Regions from separate parts of the Mus musculus genome. Here region 2 is linked to region 1. The links are chromatin contacts, called in public Hi-C maps. All regions are on one chromosome and are shown on one strand. The core of a region is the stretch at or near the end of the contact, and the rest is flanking DNA. Distances in the headings are between cores, read along the strand shown.

Evidence for each region. Hi-C and Micro-C count contacts between places; a contact is called where the count stands out from the background.
Region 2: a contact with region 1 is called in a Hi-C map of the HPC-7 cell line, with 3 times the contacts expected there. The contact joins two enhancer-like sites. A contact is called at or near these places in 3 of 484 Hi-C or Micro-C datasets (the HPC-7 cell line, pre-B cells and primordial germ cells) and 3 of 115 datasets of contacts at active chromatin or transcription factors (a beta-TC-6 cell line, bone marrow-derived dendritic cells and embryonic stem cells).

The regions. Positions count from the first base shown.
Region 1 is chr2:174,705,608-174,713,334 of GRCm38.p6, forward strand. Zfp831 (zinc finger protein 831) reads left to right here. Exons shown (of 5, transcript NM_001099328.1): 5 at 1-5,225. The coding sequence ends at 305. Among named protein-coding and RNA genes, the nearest start is that of Edn3, 51 kb to the right of the region's middle. Within about 2 kb of position 4,859, at least 8 of the 459 cell types and tissues checked have an H3K27ac peak or open chromatin away from gene starts, as enhancers often do. A contact at or near this core is called in the HPC-7 cell line, where this site is marked.
Region 2 is chr2:174,845,746-174,853,472 of GRCm38.p6, forward strand. It overlaps LOC115489499 (a long non-coding RNA gene), which reads right to left and starts at 7,612. Exons shown (of 4, transcript XR_003953980.1): 1 at 7,176-7,612. Within about 2 kb of position 2,901, at least 23 of the 459 cell types and tissues checked have an H3K27ac peak or open chromatin away from gene starts, as enhancers often do. A contact at or near this core is called in the HPC-7 cell line, where this site is marked.

The sequences.
Region 1 (7,727 bases), core at 3,609-6,108:
GTTCACTCCAGGAGGAAGCAAGAGCCCAGGCAGATTTTCCTTGGTGGGGCCAGTACGGATGTGGGGACCTGACCGTCCAGGGTGCTGCTTCAGGAAGTGAGAGTAGGACTTGTCAAGCTGAAGGATTAATTACCTCCAAGACTGTCACAGCTCCTTCTGACCCAGGACAACCCTCACAAGTCCCCGAGGAGGCCCCTTTGAGATCCATCCGAAAGAGGAGTCTGGAAGGAATGAGGAAGCAGACACGGGTGGAGCTCAGCGATACCAGCAGTGACGATGAAGACAGACTGGTCATTGAGATCTGATGTCATCCCAGAGAAAGATGGGGGCAAATGGCCAAGGCCTAGGGCTCTTTTGGGATAAACATCACCAAGTGTCATGGCACTGAACTTTATTTATGAAACATCTATAGACTAGGAAAGCCATCTATAATTTCTTCAAGCCAACTCTAACCAACACCGTGCCCAGATCCAGCCATACCTTTCTTTAGCTTCTCTTAGACAGACCTTGGACTCTTCTACCCTGCCCACTACACCCTACCTCTCCCTTCCCCTGCCCACCAAACCTACCCCCACTCCCTGGAGCCTTCTTCATTCATCTGGAAGAGTCAGAATGGTCAGGAAGGGCCATTGCAAGAGACTCTGAGTACACAGCTCCAACTTGATGCTGTGATCCCCTTTGCCTCGCCCAGTAAGATGACACTAATCAGAAGAGCCATATGGGACTTTGTTCCTGACCATTGAGACCCCATTGGGTCAACACATCTGACATCACTGCCACTAAGTTAAGAGTGGCAAACGCACCTGGGGTCATTGGGGTAGCTTAAGAAAGAAGCATGGGGTTTGAACTGGGCACCAAGATGGCTCCATGTAGTTTGGAGACTAACTCCAGATGCATTCAAAAACTGGTCAGGGCCATCCATCTTCCTAATGAAGACTGTAAATATACATCACAATGCCTAAGGCCATTTAATACGTTGCACAAATACTTGTTTTTGGTCCAGTAACACAAGCATGTGTGTCCCTTGTACTTGGTGCCTTTTCTGTGAGAATATACCCCCCTTCCTGCCGCCTCAAAGCCTTGGGATTTTTTTTTTCTTTTCTATTTTTTAGGTCTTGCAAAGGAACATTGCATTAAGTTAGTAAAATAGTCACTGTAATGAGTCATTTTTATTTTTGAGGGGAAATTAACTTATTTTCCTCTGATTCTTTTTGTCATATTGGGCTGTAAGTGATTTCAGCTAGAGGGCTACATTGTAGTAATCTGTGCGACCTGAGCTGATGATGCCTGCGCCTCGTGATGGAGCCGTTCCGACTTCCTTCAGAAGCTTCCAGGGCAGAAAACTAATTGGAGTTTTGACGCTGTTTTACATCTTGGTAATTTTATTTTGCGGGCTTAGTGTTACTTCGCTGTCAGATTAAATCAGCCTTTGTATTGTGAATCTCAGAACAGCACAGATCAAATCCCCCAGCATTCCAAGCGAATGGGCGGAGGCAAGGTCTGCCCGCCCACTATGCAGGCCTCAGGTTCCCAGCCGTCCTCTCCTTCCCCTTAAATGGGAGGGGGAAACTTCCAGAAGTTTACACTGCTCAGTCCTTTACGATTTTCTACTTGCCGTGGCGACTTTGTACACTTTGTGATTTCTAGCCGAACTGCTGGCTTAACGCCGTGGTAGTGATGTTCACGTGACACCTCGTGCTCCCTGCTCCCAGGCCAGGCAGCCATGAGAAGCACCTGCCTCACACGCGCGCGCAAACATACTTTCAAAAGGCCTTATCTGTGAAGAAGTATGGTCCAGTTTCAAATATTTTTCATGTGACCTTTCCTGTTTTGCTGCTATTTAAAGAGGATTTCAATGCAAGAAAGAGCAGCCTCTCGTTATTTAGCGTATGTCTGCGGTCATCACACGTGTTCAGAAATATCTCACCGATCAAATCCCAGCCGACAAGCACAGAGGAGCAGGAAAGTGCTAACCACCACCTCTCTATGCTTCTTTAAAAAAAAAAAATTACTTAATTTTTTTTTAATAGTCCAGTCGTTATCCCCCTCGGGTCTGCCCTTAGACAGTTCCTCATCCCATTCTTCCTGCTATCTCCAAGCGGATGTTTCCACTTCCCAGACCCTCCCCCCCCGCCCCCCCCCCATCTCAGGTCTCCTCATTCCCTGGGGCCTCAAGACTTTCAAGGTTTTGGTGAATCTTCTCTTACTGAGACCAGACTAGGTAGTCCTCTGGTATATATGTGTCTGGAGGGGGTGGGGTCAGACCAGAAGGAGAGTGATGGACGTGTGATTGGCTGCCCTTTGGATGACCTGTACCTGAGGAAGGCAGTGGAGGTAGCGAGCCCCGTTGACTGGGTCTTTGGCTGGGAGATCTTGGTCCCTGTGCATAGACATGAATGAAGCTGAGACCTGGACAGAGGAGCTGAGTGCCTCTGAGGGGCTGGATCCTGGTGGGAGTGGCTGATAGAGAAACTTGGGCTCCTTTACATCTGTGTCTTCATAGTTTAGAAGTGTCTCCCCCACAGAAAACATTGCTCTTGAGTTGTCATGGAAGATGCTGAAGAACACGCTAGGGAGCTGATGTACAAATATTGTTAGGCTACTCCTGCCATGCAGTATGTGAGCTGAGGAAAGGGTCGTCTTATGCACCCCCCTGGAATCCCTGATTTGGGGTTGTAGTCACCCACCTTATACATCAGAACTAATATAACAAAAAGGCATAACACTGAGTGGAAGAAATCATGTATGTAGGTGAAGCTGGCTCCTCTGTCTCAGGAGGTATAGGGCAGCAGGGCAGGACCACTGTCTAGATCAGTGGTTCTCAGCCCTGTGGGTCATGATCCCGGTGGGAGTCAAATGATCCCTTCAAAGGGGTCGCCTAAGACTGTTGGAAGGCACAGGTATTTACAGTATGATTCATAACAGCATCAGAGTTATAGTAATGAGGGAGCAACGAAAATAATTTTATGGTCAGAGGTCATCACAACACAAGAAACCATATTAAAGGGTTGCATCATTAGGGAGGTTGAAAACCATTGTCCTAGATCCTTATTTCCAGGGGACAATGAAGTCCAAGAGGGTCACCAGGCCCACGTCATAATCATAGCTCCAAAAAGCATGCTGGGAGCTCTGCTTCTTCTGAGCCTCCATAGCTAGCTGCTGCCCCCCAAGGCTGGATCTGATATAGCAGAATATCGAGCGATTCGATCTTGGTAACCCCCCCCCCCCCCTGTCTCTTACAAAGCTAGAAAACTTGCCAGACCCACTGGTTCACCTGATCACTTAGTGCCAGTCTTCCCAGGGGGGGTCATTTAATTTAAATCAACATGGATTTATAAACCCTGTATTTCAGTAGAATTTTTGAAAAAGCAAACAATTATTTTAAATGACCTTGGGAGGAACTAGCTACTGAAAAACATCCTAAAGTTATATGTATATATATATGTATATATACATATATATACATATACATACATACATACACACACACATGGTTTGGTTTAGTTTGGTTTTAATGGGGAGTCCTTTTGATAATGCACCAAATAGTCACTGATTTTTATAAATCTAATTTTCTTAAGGCAAAATACAATTATAAGAAAATTGTAAGAAAACTTTTACCCATAAACCCCCAAACTCAGGTTGGGTTATTAAAATAAAATTCTAGTACCTACCAGTCTATTTGTTGCTGCAATTTGATAATACTACAAGTGTATATCACACGATGGATCAGAAAATACATGTCTATTTTTTGGTGCTGGGGATGTGGCTCAGTGATCTAGTGCTTGGCTGTCATGTGTGATGCTCGGGATTCAGTTCCCAACACCACACGTAAGAAGCATGTTAGGACAAGGCCAGCCCACTGCTCGCCAGTGCTGTTATTCTTATGCATCTTCATGCAGGAGTCTTGAGTAATCAGTGCCTCCACTTACCCCATGGAGATGAGCTGCAGGGCTGCCAGCATGGACTGAGAGAAAGAGGACCTGGGATTCTTTGCCACGCAAGTGCCGCTGCTCATAGTGTCTGATGCTGGCCACTGACAGTCCTCCTGAACTGCTGTGCCTGGCCGCTTTTTGAGATGCATATAGGAATAGGTCTCAGCTCTCTACTTGGCCAACTCTTAAAGCTTTGTGAGTTTTGGTGGCTGGCCCGGCCCTCCTTGCTGTGAGGTGCCACCATGGGAACTGCTTTTCCCTCCCTTAGGACTAAGCTTGGCATCTCAGAGGAAGCTAAGTCCCAAGATCAATGGTGCACAGCTCTCAACTTGTGGTTTATTTGCAGGGTGGTGGAAGGGGAGAGATGTAGAAGAGGGAGAAAAAGAGAGATGGGGGAGAGACAGGTAGGGGGAGCGAAAGGAAAAGACTGAAAAGGGGAGGAGTAAGGGAGGGGGCGGAGGGGGACAGGGAGGAGAGATAAACAGACGGACCCTCTGGATTCTAATGAAAGCATATCTGACAACGTGGGGAGTGACTTAGGACTGACTGGAACTTCCCTTTCCGACATATTGCCTTCTGAAACTGGGATCTGAAGTCTTAGTCTCGAACCAGTGGGGTGTGACCACTGTCCTCAACATGAAAGATAAAGGACTCTCAGTCTCACGGCAAACTCTTTCCTGGCGTTCACATCCATTACTTAGAGTGAACTCATTATTCATTTCTCCCTCAGCACAGAAATTTGCATTTTGCACAAAATTTACCTTGTGCAGCAGATTCTTACAGTTATGGGATGTGGGGCTGCTCAACTTCCTGGCTGAGGGAGGAAGTGACCCATCTGGCTGGTGACTATCAAATTCCTACAACTGTAACAAGGAGTCTTACTCCAATTAGTCGCCAGTTCAAGAAGCATTGGCTTTTGAAACACTGTATTTCCCCATCTCTTTCAAAACTCATTACACACAGGTATCAGGATGTAGAACAGTGTTGAGTGCTAAATTTCAACCCTTGTGTGCATATTCTCTACACTTTTTATTCATGTGGCAAATGCACAATTTGGTCTGAAGGGACATGCGACCATGTGAGCATACGGAGTCACCGTGGGGAGAAGAGGAGTCAGGAAGAAGTCAGGTCTGGCTGCTGGGAGCACGGGAGAGTGGCTTGCTTGTTTCTGTACACAGACAATTCCTTGCTTATGGTGGGGAAACATGTGGCTTCTTGGGTAGTGAATATCCCCCACTTCTTTCTATGGTTAAATTATTTTGTTTTGATAAAAATAAAACTTAAAAATGAAAACGTCTTGTGTGATTTATTAATTTTAACCCGAACCACCCACTGCAAGCAGTGACTTCCTGTAAAACTTCACTTCTGATTATTTGCAACCCCTTAACCAGACACTATGTCAGCCATGTTGGAATTCCATTCCAGCCAATGAAAGGATAGATGATAGCAAACGGCCCTATCTTCTTGTGCTATTGCTCTCCCCCCCCCCCCCAGTGCCTCATTCATCACACGGCCTGCCTTAACTCATAGTTTCTAACTTAAAAATGCTTTTTAAAAATTCGTAAATGTAGCTAAACTTTGAAAAACATATCAGAGTACTTAATATCCACAGTGCAACAATCCAGAACTTTCCCCTTTGGAGTTGATGTTCTTGAAAGCTTTGTGTTATTCATCAACAAAGGAAACATTTGTGCTTCTGAATCCTACCTCTTCCTGAAGACAGACTGTGTATTCATTTCAAGAATGAGGCAACAGGTTTTCCAACCTCGCATAGTGTTATCCTTCTGTATGGACAGCCTCAGGGAGCCAGTCGCTCCGATACGTGCTCTGTCTGACGGCTCGTAACGGCTTAGTCTCTAACTCCTCAAACTCTAGCTCTAAGAGATTAGCCCATTAATTTTCAAACTTCAATCCTTTGAGAACCATCTCAATGTTTTTTTTTTTTGTCATATGTTTCAATACACCACTCACAGGTATGGTATTTACTTAATCTTCTTATTTAAACATCTCTGCACTACAGGAAAGATTATTGCTCTAAGCAACAATATCTGTGAAATGGCTCAAGTTACATGAACTAGTTAGGTATCTTTTCTAATATACATTTAAGCACAAAATCATTAAAATCATTCATCCGTATAGCACTTAAATATCATCTTCATTGCCAGGAATGGCGTGTTCACTGCACTTGGGGAAACAATGAGATGATCTAAAAGATGTAGTTTCTCTCAGATCATTCTCCAATTATTCCAGTTCCCAGTAAGCATAATTTCTGCCCTCATCTTTTTTCCCCTTCAAGAAGATACTGAAATTGATGACCACACATAGAATTGTAAATATACAGGTACATTTTCTCCATCAAAATGTACAGCTGAGGGCTGGAGAGATGGCTCAGCAATTAAGAGCACTGACTGCTCTTCCAGGGGTCCTGACTTCAATTCCCAGCAACCACACGATGGCTCACAACTATCTGTGATGGGATCTGATGCCCTAATCTGGTATGTCTGAAGACAGCTACAGTATACTCATATAAATTAAATGAATACATCTTTTTAAAGAATGTTCAGCTGAGAAGCCGGAGAGATGGATCAGCAGTTAAGAGTGCTGTATTGTTTTTGTAAAGGACCCCAGTTCAGTTTCCAACATCCATATTAGATGGTTCTCTATTGTCCATAACTCCAGCTCCAGGGAGGAAATAGTGCCCCCTTCTGGCCTCCACTGGCAACTGTACTCACATGCACATAGTTAAAAATGAATAGGTAAATGGATGTGTTAGTATTCACCTTTAACCATGCCATCCAATAGGCAGAGGCAGACAGATCAATGTGAGTTACAGCCAGCCAGATAGGGTATATAGTAGTGTCCTATCTCAAACAAGCAAGCAAGCAAGCAAGCAAACAAACAAACAAAAAGTTTGATTTTCCCCCATGGCCCATTATTATATTTTGGGGTGTATGTGGCTAGGGGATAGCCTATAACTATATTCTGCTAAATGAACAGATAACTTGGAATGGCATACTGCTGTAGCTGCAGACTAGTACATCTCTCAACCCTCAGCTCTACTGCCTTTTGCAGTAGATGGTAATTAACACAGAGCCCCACAGCTAGACAATGTCCAGCAACAGAGGGGCTTTGGAGTGCTCAATTCCAAATGGGATGTCTTTATCAGGGACCTATGTCCAAGAGTGTGAGATCCAGAGGTGACAGACAAATTCAAGGAAATGCCATCTCAAGGTACACGGGGTGGGGGTGGGGGCACACACACAAATTCACAGGCTGAGACAACACACATGAGACCTACACAGGTTCAAACTGGACAAAATACCAGCATGGAGTTCTCTCTCTCTGTCTCTCTCTCTTTACCTCCCTCCCTCTCTGTCTCTCTCTGTCCTCTCTGTCTCTCTCTTTACCTCCCTCTCTCTCTGTCTCTCTCAGTCTCTGTCTGTGTGTGTGTCTGTCTCTCTCTGTCCTCCCCCCTCCCACCCTCATCACAGTGCAGTTCTTAGCTACTTTTCCAAGCACTGCACCTGTGTGCTGCCATTCCTCCCACCACGGTGAACCTCTGAAACTCTAAGCCAGGCCCCCAATTCAACACTTTTTAAAATAAGAGTTGCTGTGGTCATCGTGTCACTTCACAGCAACAGAACGGTCATTGTTTCTATATAGTTAGGGCTTTTATTGCTGCAATAAAATACCATGGCCAAAAAGCAAGTTGGGGAGGAAAGGGTTTATTTATTTGGCTTATGCTTCCATATCACTGCTATCACAGAAGGAAATCAGGGCTTGGCCCTTCCTCAT
Region 2 (7,727 bases), core at 1,651-4,150, 140 kb after region 1:
ATGGCTTAAGGCTCAGAAGAACCAGTTGCTGTGAAAAAAAATCACCTTAGCCACCAAAGGACCCATCAGAGTCATCACTGCCACAGATGCATGGAGCAAGTGTCCGCAGCTGAGATCCCACACCCACAGGGATGGGCTTTGTTCGAAGCTCTTCCAAGCATTTAGATTCTGAGGAACAAGAGGTAAGACTCTAAAGTGTACCCGGGTGGCAATTTTGTCACCAACTTGTTGCTTGGTTCAAAACACCAACCCACCTGCAGTGGGAGGTCATGATAACATGTGACTGATATGCCCACTGAGAGTCTATGAAGTAGCCAGCTCTAAGCAACTCCAACAGAAGGGGCTGGTGAGTCACATACAAGAGGTAAAGCCCAACTTCACATTCATCCCACCCTTGTGTATCGCTATCCCCATAGCCTCAAGATGGCTGCTACAGCTCCAAGGGTCACATTCTTAACATAAGTATTCTATTTTTTTTTTTTTTTTGGTTTTTTGAGACAGAGTTTCTCTGTATAGCTCTGGCTGTCCTGGAGCTCACTTTGTAGACCAGGCTGGCCTCAAACTCCGCCTACCTCTGCCTCCTGAGTGCTGGGATTAAAGGCGTGCGCCACTATGCCCGGCAAGTATTCTATTCTTGATGTTACTTTTATATGGAGAAATGATCTCTTCCAGAAGAGTTAGTTAGTTGGTTAGTGTCCTAGCTAGGGTTTCCATTGCTGTGAAGAGATACCATAACCAAGGCAACTCTTATAAAGGCAAACATTTAATTGGGGCTGGCTTGCAGGTTCAAAGGTTCAGTCCATTATCATCATGGTGGGAAGCATGTCAGCTTCCAGGCAGACATGGTGCTGGAGGAGCTGAAAGTTCTACAGCTTGTTACGAAGGCAAACAGAAGACTACTGTATTCCAGGAAGCTAGGAAGAGGGTCTCAAAACCTACCTCAATAGTGACACAGTTCCTCCAACAAGGCCACACCTACTCTAACAAGGTCACACCCACTCTAACAGGGCCACACCTCCTAATAGTGCCACTCCCTGGACCAAGCATATTCAAACCAGCACAGTTAATGTTAGCTGTCAAATTGACAGAATTTAGAGTCACAGGAAATGTGGGACTCCAGGAATGTCTGTGGGGGATTCTCTTGATTGAGATAATTGGCTAAGGAAGACCTGCCCACTGTGGGTGATGCCATTCCCTAGCTGGGATCCTGGACTGTAAATGAAGCAAGAGCTGTCCCCACCAGGACTTACTTACCAGACAACGGATCCTCTGACTTACAGACAACCCTTGAGTAGCCATGCCCCATCAAAGGACCCAGGAAAGCAAGTATCCTTAAAAACTTTAAAAAATCATATTATTATTATTATCATCATCATCATTATTATTATTTGAGGTGTGGATGCCATGGTACACATGAGGAGGTCAGAGGAACTGTGCGCAGTTGATTCTTTCCTTCTTCCTTTACAGGGGTTACAAAACTCAAACTCAGGTTTGGGTGGCAATAGCTTCTACCCACTGAACCATCTCACCAGTCACAGCAGCTATTCGTATTTCTGCTCTCTCTCTCTGTTTCTGCCCCTTTCTGACTCTCTTTGTCTTTCTTCATCTCCCTGTCTCTGTGTGTCTCTGTCTCTGTGTATCTCTGTTTCTTATCTCTGTGGGTTTCTCTGTCTTTGTCTCCATCTCTCTGTCTCTTTGTCTTTGTCTCTGCCAGTCTCTGTGTCTCTGTATGTCTGTCTCTCTCTTTCTGTCTTTGTCTCTGCCTATTTCTGTGTCTCTGTCTTTTTTTCCACTGTCCCTCACTCTTTGTTTCCCCCGCTCCTAATTCTTACAGGCATCAACAAGTCAGCCTCCCCATCTCAGACTTGCCAGTGGACAAGCCTTGCTCCTGTCTCTACAGCAGTGGTTTTCAATTCGTGGGTCACAACATATCATAGATTTACACTACAATTCATAACAGTAGTAAAAATCACAGTTACGAAGTAGCAACAAAAATAATCTTATGGTTGGCAATCACCACAACAGGAGGAACTGCGTTAAAGGGTGGCAGCATTAGCAAGGTTGAGAGCCACTGCTCTGCAGGATAGACCCCTGAAATCAGTTGTTGTTTTGGGTCCCCTTAGCGACGGGGCTGGCTTTGGTCTCCGTCCTCTCTCCTCGGAGGGTGACCCAGCACCATCTCACTCAGCTGTGCCGGGCTAGAGACCCTCTGACCCGAGTTGTTTGTGTCTCCAGAGCACAGGAAAACTATATGTACTTCAGTCCTCAGAAGAGTTGGTCTCAAAAACACAAGCCAGCACGTACACTCAGAAAGAGGCTTCCTCTTTACCCAGGTACAGACAGGAGCCTCAGTCTGTAAAGCCACAGGTCTTTCCTGTGTCCGGAGTCAGGACATAGGCCACTCGCCCCCACACTCAGAAGATGTGTGTTGTAAGTGTTTAGGGGGAAAGGGTATGCTTGAGTCTGCCTTCCTGATATCCCATTACTGTTCAGCCAAGGTGAAAAAAATAAAGTAAATACACACACACACACACACACACACACACACACACACGGTCATAGCAGAGAGGCAGGAATATTACTTAATGGCCCTCCACCCCCTGTGAGCCCCCTATCAAGCCCTGGAAGTGCTTCTCTGTTATAGAAAATTAGTGTGTGTGTGTGTGTGTGTGTGTGTGTGTGTGTGTGAGTGTGGTGTGTATGTGTGTATGTGAGAGTGTATGTATGTGTGTATTTGTGTGTGTGGTGTGTGAATGTGAGAGTGTGTGTGCATGTGTATGTGTGTTCAAGATGACAGTTCTTCCTGTCTTCGACAGGACACTTGAGTCAGGTCAGATGACAGATGAGCAGACACACTCATGAGCATGCCCAAGTCTCTCGGCTTCATTGCCCAAAAGGCCACATCTCAGCTCATGGAAAATTTTATGTTTGCAACTGAAAAGCAACCTGTCTCTCAGGGACGTCTGTTGAGGTCCTGTCAACATTCTCCCCACACCAGAGAAAAGCCTGATCACCCCCTACCCCACCGCCCCTCATGGCAGTGTGTGTGTATGTATGTCAAGAGACTGTGTGTGTGTGTGTGTGTATGTGTGTATGTGTGTGTGTATGTATGTCAAGAGACTGTGTGAGTGTGTGTGTGTGTGTGTGTGTATGTATGTCAAGAGACTCTGTGTGTGTGTGTGTGTGTTTTGCTCATGGACACAAGCAGAAACTATCCATTTGTCTCTGTCCTCTCACACGCATGAGACGTGTTTTTCCAGGGTGAAAACCACCCACACTCACAAACTATCTATCTCTCTAACCCAGCACACTTAACAGCCAACATCTGTCTCTGGAGTTGCTGGATCTATCCAGGCAGAAAATGGCCCCACAGTCTGAACATGTCTGAAGCCCTCTGTCGTGAGGCAGAATAAACCACTGGCACACACGGAGGCCGTCAGCCTGCCAGGCTTACAGCAAGAACAGCATGCTTGTGTGTGTCTCCCCCCACCTTCCCCCCCTGTGCTCACAGATATGCACCATGCACATTCACAAACGCTCAGAGAGAAATGTCCCCCTGCCCACCAAGTGTGGCCAATTAAAAATGGAGCCTCTTTTAATTCTCAGCTCCTAAGAATCTCTGGGAGTGTTTGCAGAAACGACCTCTCCCTCCTGAACGGCTTTGGCTGGAGCCCTTCCTTGCTGGGAGAAGCAGGCCACCCTCACACAGAGCAGGGCTTTCCAGAGGCAGTCCCCACCTCCCTCCCTTCCCACACCTGGCAACTGTGTGTGTGCGCGCGCGCGCGTGTGTGTGTGTGTGTGTGTGTGTGTGTGTGTGTGTGCATGCAGGTGGAGGATTGTTCCTTGGTGGTCTTGCTCGTTTGCAAACCAAACACCGTTTTTTTCCTAGGCAGAAAATCTTTACTGTCTCTAGGTCTCTCTGTGTCTTCATCTCTCTGTCTCTCACACACTCAAGGAAGTAAAGCTTCTTGTGAGACAGGCAGGGGTAGCGGGGTGATGGGGCTCAGGGTTTTGCATCACGGAAGAATGTGTGTCTCCATGCAAAAATATTTCCCTTTGTCTTTCATAAAAGCCCCTCTCTGGAGGTTGGCCATGGGGCAAAAATCTCTCTCTCTCTCTCTCTCTCTCTCTCTCTCTCTCTCTCTCTCACACACACACACACACACACACACACACACACACACTCACATACACAAATGACAGGGAAGGGAGGGAGAATTGTGCCTGAGCTTGTGGTTGTGATTTAAAAAAAAAAAAAAAAAACAAAAAAAAAAACAAAAAACTCTATGCTGAGCTTACTCCCTGAATATAGAAAATACATTATTTTTCAAGAAAGGAAAAATACCCAACATACATGTGAGCACACACAAGGCAGACATGTAATCGATCTCTGATTGTGCCACCTGGAGAACAAACAGAGATTGTGTCTTGTATCTCGGCTTGCAGAGATTTAAAAGATATTCATCTCAGGCCCCAAAACAAAAATTCCCATTTTCACTCAGAAATTCACTTTTTAAAAATCACCATGCAGAACAGACCGCCCCTCCCCTTGAGAAAAAAGAAAGCCTGTTTTCCCACACCCCCCTCCACAGTTGAGGAGTGTGCACCAGGGAGCGCGTACCCACACCGCCATGTGTCAGACCCCCTCTTCCTGCAGGCAGAAAAACAAGCACTCTTGTCCGTATAGGAAAATCTGCACAGAGCCCAGGCAGATGCAGTACACACGGCCTCAACCTATTCACACACATGTCTGCACCTGGGGAGTCAGTCTGTGCCCTCATTGTTGTGTAGACCCCACTAGAAGAACTGTACTTTGTAATTCCCAGCACACAGACACACAGTGTCTTCCCAGGCAGAACAGATTTTGTGGTTGTTGTCTTTTTTTTTTTAACCTACCTCAGAAAAATCTCCCTCTAAAGCTTTCATCACTGGGACAAAATACCTCCCCTTTCCCCAAATAACACACATGAGCTGTGAGCACACAAATCTGGTATATGTGCTCATGTGTGTTTTTAACCAAAACATATCATTCCGAATCTGTCTCCCACTAGCTGAAAAAATAAACAAAAAACAAACAAGAAACCAGAAAGGTAATGTTTTCTAAATGAGGGGAAAAAAATGTTCACCGTTCTGTTTCTCCGTTGTCTCTCTTGTCACACACACACACACACACACACACACACACACACACACACACCACTCAGGTCTCTATCGACCCCCTGCCCTCTCTTTAATTGCACACTTCCGGAGAAAGTGACGAAGAATGCATTGTGTGTGTGTGTGTGCGCGTGCACGCGCGTGTGTCTATCTAGACAGAAAATGTCCTCTTGGGAACATTTCCTCTACTGCAGCCAAGAAACACACACCAACTTGGAAAAACACACGTACACACTCGTCCTCGGCTCCAGCACTTTATGTATGCACAAAGATACGTGAAATGTGTTGGTTTGTCTCTCCCTGCACATAAGAAAACGTACGTGTGTGTGTGTGTGTGTGTGTGTGTGTGTGTGTGTGTGTGTGTGCGTGTGTGTGTGTGTGTGTGTGTGTCCTTGAAGAAAATTAATCTTTCTTTTTCCTTGTCACTCTCTCCCTCTGGTGAAAAAAATTATGGTTTATTGCCCCCTGCCACTGGCAGTTGAGGGCGGGCAGGAGCAGTGAAAGCTCCTTTAACCCTTAGCTGGGACTAGAAGCCTAAAAATCCCAGTTCTGAGCCTTCAGAAGGAGGGGAAGGGGGCTTGGGTCTCTCCTGGTTTCCTAACAGGTACATAGGTTTTCTATACCCCACTCCCACCCTGACACACACAAACACACACACACACACAGAGTCTATGTGTATTTTCATGTCTCTTTCTCACGCACATCTTTTTCTTTCCAGCTGAAAAATATACTGCGTCATTGTCCAGGCCCAAAGCCTGTGCTACAGTACACGGTAAGCAGTGACCTTCCTAGCACAAGGAGACTGTAGCACATCTCTTTGGGGCCCTGGCTACATACCCCCTCACAGTTCTGGACTTGGGGGGGGGTTAAGGGGGGGGGAACTGGTCTGTACCAAGCAGACCCACAGGGTCATGGTACCCTAAGGATCCCTCCATGCTAGATGCCACTGCGCAAAGGGAACGGGGACTCTCCCACCGCCCATCTCCCTTCCACTGCAATGCACCTAGGCTCAGATTCACTCAGTTCAGTACCCCCAAGAACACTGGGCAGTCACCAGGACTGACAGGTTGGGGAAGGGGTCTCAGCCTGGGTCGGGTAGGGTCCCCACAGACCCTCCCCACCCTCCCAGGGCCCCCAGCATCTGGCTTCTCTGGGGGCGATGCTAGCAGTCACAACTTTTGCACCAGACCTGGACTGTTAGGCAGAAAGAGGGTCCGCAGTCCCAACTGCATACGCCTCCCCCACTCGCCTCGCTCACTCGCTGCACAACAGCGCATTCACGTGGCCGCCGAAGTAACTGCAACCAGGTAGTCTGCCTCAGGCAAGCCGTTCCATGAGAGAACTGTTCTCTCATCCAAAGGGCCGCCAGTTCGGAGCCAAGTTCCCTGTAGTTCTTCGTGGGAAATCCTCTTTCCTACAGCTGTAACGGATTTTTCCTGAAACTTCTATCAGCCTTTCCTTTTGTAGTCAACCAGGCCCTGCCTCTCAGGACTCAGACAGCCTCCTTGAGACACTCAAGAAAACAGGCTGGTTGCAAGTCTCAAGTCCTGACATTTAGGGGGAAAAGTGAGGCGTCCAACTAATGGTCTAACACGTCTGTCTAACACATTTGCCCCGCCCCGACCTCTCCCTGCCCCCCCCCCCGAAACTAAGAGCCCGACCTCGATGGTTTACAAGGGAAGCACACAGTGGGGCCACAGATTAGGCTTCAATTCTTGCTTTCCCCTTAACCTGAGTAAGGGAGCAAGTCATTTGCCTTCCGGAGTCTCAGCTTCCCTGTTTCTACATGGACACAGGTACAGCACCAGAGTAGATGCCATTTGGGAGCACTGCAGTGAAGGGGTTCCCTAACGGTGGACAGGGAGCATTGCTAAGAAGGTAGACGCAGAGGACGGACACAGAAAACTTACTGCTGCAGACAGGGAGACACAGAGGACATACAGCAAGAAGCCAGAGCAAGACACAAGCCCCAAGACAGGACTTCACTGGCCTTCCTCCAACCAGGCCCCACTTCCTACCTTTGAGCACTTCCCAACAGTGCGGTCATATTGTGGATTCATCGAAGCATGAATTCTCTTAATTCCGACCCCTTATAGCCTGTCTCTGGAAGCATCATCACAGACACCCCCAAGAGGTGAATTATCGCAGACCTCTACCACATGGGCAACGTCAAGGGTCACAGCTGAGTTCATTTGGCTAGAAAATGAAACAGGGTGTTGTCTCTTCCGCAATGGTTGTGTGCCTACTGTATTCTGCAGCAATGATTGAGTGCCTACTGTATCCTGGGTCCATGCTTCATCCTGAAATCAAAACCACCGTCCTGACTTGGGTCCTCAGGGAACCTTTGTATCTGCGATACGCCTGCACTGGTTATAGCCGTCCCATGAGTCACTGTGTCTTTGGCTTGTTTCTTATCCTTTTTTCCCCTCTACTTCTTTGCCCAGTTGGGTGCCCCGTCCCCCCCACCTCGTGTCTGACTTTTGACAGGTGCACACATATGCATTTATTTATTGAATGCACTGCATGGGGCTTTGTTTCTAATGTTCTTTAATTTAGAAGTTCATGAATGT